2 separate regions of the Gadus morhua genome follow, and region 1 is linked to region 2. Evidence: chromatin contacts called from public Hi-C data. All regions are on one chromosome and are shown on one strand. The core of a region is the stretch at or near the end of the contact, and the rest is flanking DNA. Distances in the headings are between cores, read along the strand shown.

Region 1 (2,700 bases), core at 46-2,545, 170 kb before region 2:
TTTGTAATAAACCAAACCGTTTTTAAATCGGTTGAAAATTTAGCAAGTTATGGTTGTTTAAAAAGTACAGAAATCACTACCAACACAATAGCTGCGTTTACATGGCAGATCTATGCCGCATAGATTTCTATGCGGCATAGATCTGTTCCTAAAATGTGTTCCGAATGTACTGTATACATGGCAGTAACAAAAGTGTCCGTTATGTCTCTCGCGCACACCTGACACGTCTCTGGACCGGCGGCGACATAATGGATGTCTTATCACTATCGGGGATTTTAAATTTGATTTTAATGAAAGCACAGCAGGAGGGAGCTTTTCTCTGCCTGCTCCTTCAATTAAGAAGGAGGAGGACAGCGCAGCAACGTCAATTTAGTCATTTACAGTTATCTCGGATGCGCGCGGACACCTCATTAATAAACACCCATGTCCCGTCGCTTAGCAACCGGACACGCTTACCGGACTACTTTTACGGAGTGATAACAAAGACGTGAATCAGGCAATAAATCCACTTTCCTTGACAGCGGTGAAGTTCGGTGTGCTTAAAAGTACCGACGGAGCTCAGTGGAATTGCGAACTACTGCGGCTGCTCTAAGTTAAACCCCAATCTATGCGGAATAAGTGTATACATGGCGATTTAAAACGGACTACACCACCTATTCTATTCGGCATAGAATCTATGCCGAACAGATAAATGTATTCCGAATGAGGCGTATACATGACCATTTTCTATGCCGCATAGAAATCTATGCGGCATAGATGTGTCCATGTAAACGCGGCTAATGTTATGGCTGAGCAGCTTACTGTGGTAAGATGGCCGCCAGTGGTGACGTTCTAGACGCCGCCGTAGGGCATATATCTATGGCTAAAACGACTGCAATACCAGGTTTGCCGCTGAGCACTGGTGGATTGCGGAAGTATGCACTGTTCCTGGGGGCTTCACACTTCCGTGTATGGTGAAACGGTCTTGATAAACAAAAGTTGTAGACGATATACTTCCGTTTCATTATTTTGGACTTCAATGTAAAAGCTCAAATTGTATGACGAAATGTAGCTGATAAACCTCGGAATGAATAAACCGATGGAGATTTTGTGGGAATACAACACGCTAGAATTATGATCATATGTATTGTTTGAAGGCGGAGAGAAGCTGTTAATAATGATAATCAATCATCATAATTAAGGGTTTACAATTTTTTACTTTGGAGTCTTAATGTATTTGTCATATTTGTGTTACCTGATTGCAGTTCAATGGACACAACATTTATGGGAATACGTTTGAGCTTTTAATTTTGAAACCAGCATATACCGGAAGTCCTATATATACTGCGGAGTAGACGTTAGCTGTATGTTCTCGGTTAGCGTCAGTAACTTTGACTTGGTTTTAAAGATTAATGTAACTAGTCAGTGGGGTTAAAGACAAAGAAAGAGACAACATATTCTACAAATATGCGTTGGTTTGAAGGCTCCATTCCTGCTGCCATTGCCTCCGCCAAACAACAGAGTTTGGTGTTTGTCGTTGTGATCACAGGTATGTTTCTAGATGTTCTAGCTAGCTATAGTGTCCAGCGCAGCACACAGATTAACGATGTTTACCAGCTGTCACCCTTTAATACACAAACACTTTAAAGAAATGACAACTGGCGTGCTATTGTTGCTTGCGTTATAGAATATAAGACATATCAACGAGTTCCCAAGCTATGCGTTTGCTTCCTATGACTACACTGTTACACAGAGCCGTGTCATCCAGAAATGATAGGAACGAAACTTTAAATATCAATGGAGTTTGGCTTTAGAGTCATGGTCCTGCAATTTCTTGGCTTCTATCCCCGGTAGACCCGTGCATGACTTGTACATCCACGTCATGAACAGGGCGACCCTCTATTATGTAGTTGGATTTGACCATTTCCGATCTTTCATTAACCAGCTTTTTCCACGCACGAACAATAATATCAGCCAGCAATAATACCATCGGCATTCATCCCACTCTCTGATTTCTATCCGTCTGTAAACATACAATCTCAAAAATGCAATGCCATATAATTGTGGTGGTCTAACCTTAGTGGAGTTGGTATGGAGACAATATGATAACACAATTGTTTCTCGGAATTCCTCACACCTCCAAAAGGCGAAGATGAGCAGTCCGCGCAGTTGCAATCGAGCTGGGAGGAAGACAAAGTGTCAGAAGCGGCACATAATTGCTGTGTGGCAATAAAAGTGGATGCAAAGAGGTATGGAAGTACATGTGAAAGAATCACATGAAGACTTGCTGCATGCAGTCTCCAGTGAATACTTCCTTCAGGACTGTTAACTGAATGTAAATTAGCACTTCAGGATGAGTAGAGTATGCACATTTGCCTCATGATGTATAAAGAGCGGTTGATATTGTAATAGACGGTAAACCCACAAGCATTACAATGTGTATATTTCTGAGAAAACATTAACGTTTCAACATTCAGAATGTATTGACACTAGTTGTTTGATAGTTTTTATGTGTTCAAAGTATTTGACCAATACAGCAGTTAAATCTGAATATAACTTGAACAAAAATGTATGCAACTTTGGACTTTCTGACTCTGCTTTGTCTTTTGCAGTGAGACATGCACACAATTCTCCCAGATCTGTATCCTTCTGTTGGGTTTCCCAACCAGAATTATATTGCTAATAATGCTTTCCCCAGAGAGCAGGCATGCCAGGCCTGCT
Region 2 (2,700 bases), core at 21-2,520:
GCCCGTTGGGAGGGAAATCATAAACAAAAATCATGTTTTGCCACCAGTGTTAAGTGATAAGAGAGTAAACAATCGTACGACAGTGCATCTAATTCAGAGGGACAGAAAGTCCCCGAGACAGGATAGAAGGGGATGCCAATGCTATACCTTTTTTGTGATCCTGCTATCCCATATATATTTAATTCTGCAGGGGTTGTTGTAGCCATGTCACCATTCGTATAAATGGCATTCGTAAAAATAATCTGCCTTTTTCTAGTTTGAGGAGGCAGTAGGAACGTCCGAAGTAGGAATTCTAATACATCGGACAACATAGGCTACATATGCAATAGATTGTATTGTTTTGTTATTTTCATTTACACATGAAATAAATGTCATCCCAAAAGTTTTTGATACATTAATTAATTGCGCAACGCGAATTAATAGCCAATAATGTGGAAATAGCATGTCCGCAAACAAACGTATTCACAAATAGGTTTGCCTAAAGTGACCAGCAGAGGTCCCCGCATGATGCCAAATTATTATTCACCATTACAAAATAACTTTATATTCTTTAACATGATCAAGCTAATGTATCAGTCCTAAAGTCCTAAGCCTACATAGCTGTAGTTTGAAATGCTACTCTATATTATTGAATAGTGGTATGGCCCTGGTCCTGGTAAATTATGGTTAATCTGAATGCAATGTCTTTGACCTCACAGGGGCCAGTTCTACACTACAAGATACAAGTGACAAGAGCTGAACTTAAACTACAACCTCATTCCTCCGAACCCCAGTGTTCCAAACTCATCTGCATTTTTACATATTTAATCAAATAAATGTAACATTCTTTGCAAAGCAAAAAATTGACCAAAAGTCTTGGACCATGTTATAAAAATTGCTTCAATCACTCATAATCAAACTCATACTTATTTGAATAGGCAATGCCTTATAACGAATATTCTAAGAACAATAATTGTAAAATGTACACAACATTTACTAACCATTCACTTAATTGATATGGAAGATATTTCTGAAGAAGATAGTAAAAGGAGTGATGTAGTTAACAGAAATTAAAATACTGCTTCCATGCACCCAGTGTGCTGGTCAATTGGGTCTGAGCAGGGCCTTAGAGAGAATTATCTCTATCATTTTGGGTCTGAGTATTAACCACGTATCCTGCACAATAACCTGCTCACACGTCACACCTGCCGCTCCGCCTTTTAATGCCGTACCTCTTCATCTACCCATCGGTCTTCCTCTTGACGCACTGCTTGCTCTTTCTGTCCCTTTCCCTTTCCCTGTGGCCGTCCCTCCAGTTTTCTCCTGTGTTGGGTCTTGGCTGAATGCTTTATACAACTACGGTACCTTTAAGGACGCTGACGTAACCATTTGCTGGATCGTGATAGGCTTATTGAGTTCCGCTTGCCCGGCTTGAGCAAACAGCATGGCGGAGGAACTGTGGAATAAAGTAAACATTCCTTTTCCAAGTGCTGCTTCTTCTGTAAAAATAAATCCAAGAATCTTAGAAGGTATTTATTTTTTCTGAATCATGTATGAATCCATCTGAATTTGACAATGTAAACAGCCGTGGCACGTGTGCTTTTTGTTACCCACGAGGCTATGACCTATGTAAATAACTTGCAGTAGTGTGTGACAATACGTTTTTGTTTCGTTGTTTAATTTGAAAATACTTTGCATTTGTAGATGCTGATATTAGATGGCTGCTGAAGAAAAACGACACGGTCCTTGGTTTGCTCAAAAGCCACATTCTTCAAACGGAGATCCGAGTTCTTTATGAGCTGCTGTTCACTTGTAAAAACAACCATGGGACAAACCTGACGTTTCGGGCTTTAAAGCAGGTAGGACAGTGATTCGACGCTTAGTGTTCCGTACACGGGCTTAGATGTGCATTGTAATAAGTGGCGAGATCGGAGGGAAGCAACATTAAACATGCATTGTTGTTATTTTTGTCCCAAAGGTTGAACAGTGTATCAACAGACTGAAGGAGATGAAGCTTGATGCCGCCCTCCTAAATCTTGCAGACTGTTGTGCAAGCAGGTTTAAAAGGTATTTGGCCAGTGTGATGGATGACTGCACCAGTTTCTTCAGACTTGACAACGGTGGAGCCGATGTAGTTACCCCTTTTCCTGATCAGCTGTATTGTTATTTTTGCGGAACATACTTGAAATATCTTTGTGTTTTTTTTGTAGCAAGATCTACCCCGCAGCGGCTTCGTGTGTTAGCTCATGTCCCAGTCAGCCCATGCTGGAGTGGGTCTCTCTCAAGGTCCTGGGAGCTGCCCGGCTATTGGCCTGCGTAATGGATTACTGCAGCAGATCATTCACGTATCCTTATGGGCTGTTGAGCAGCATTTGGGGTGTATGCATTTGTATCTGACCTATACTGGAATTCCAAAGGTTTTATAAAGGTTGCTGCCTTAACTTCTATCTTCTATCACGGATAGCCGTGCAAGGCAGCAGCTTAAACAGGACGAATTTATAGTCCTAAGTGTGGTAATCACCGGCATGGTTAGTCGTCTATGGTGAGTGCATCTACATTTTATCTATTTGTATTTATTTGTAATAATAGCATAATTCTATTTTATTTAATGTTCCTCTAACTCTGGCCCCACAACAGGGTGTATTTCAGGGCCATGGTCGTTGCCCTGGTTCCACTGTATGGACACATTCAGATTCTGCTTGCGACGGTGTCCCAGGCACA

Evidence for each region. A called contact is a pair of places that touch in the nucleus more often than the background predicts.
Region 1: a Hi-C map of heart shows a contact between it and region 2, with 4 times the contacts expected there. The contact joins the promoter of ubxn4 here to the promoter of rmp64 in region 2. A contact is called at or near these places in 2 of 6 Hi-C or Micro-C datasets (gill and heart).

Annotation. Positions count from the first base shown.
Region 1 is chr20:9,956,392-9,959,091 of gadMor3.0, reverse strand. It overlaps ubxn4 (UBX domain protein 4), which reads left to right and starts at 1,295. Exons shown (of 13, transcript XM_030343278.1): 1 at 1,295-1,528; 2 at 2,126-2,228; 3 at 2,592-2,620. The coding sequence starts at 1,447.
Region 2 is chr20:9,783,073-9,785,772 of gadMor3.0, reverse strand. rmp64 (ribonuclease MRP subunit p64) reads left to right here and starts at 1,270. Exons shown (of 9, transcript XM_030342606.1): 1 at 1,270-1,508; 2 at 1,684-1,838; 3 at 1,958-2,046; 4 at 2,190-2,324; 5 at 2,444-2,521; 6 at 2,617-2,700. The coding sequence starts at 1,424. It overlaps rab3gap1 (RAB3 GTPase activating protein subunit 1), which reads right to left and starts at 1,298. Exons shown (of 25, transcript XM_030342601.1): 1 at 1,212-1,298.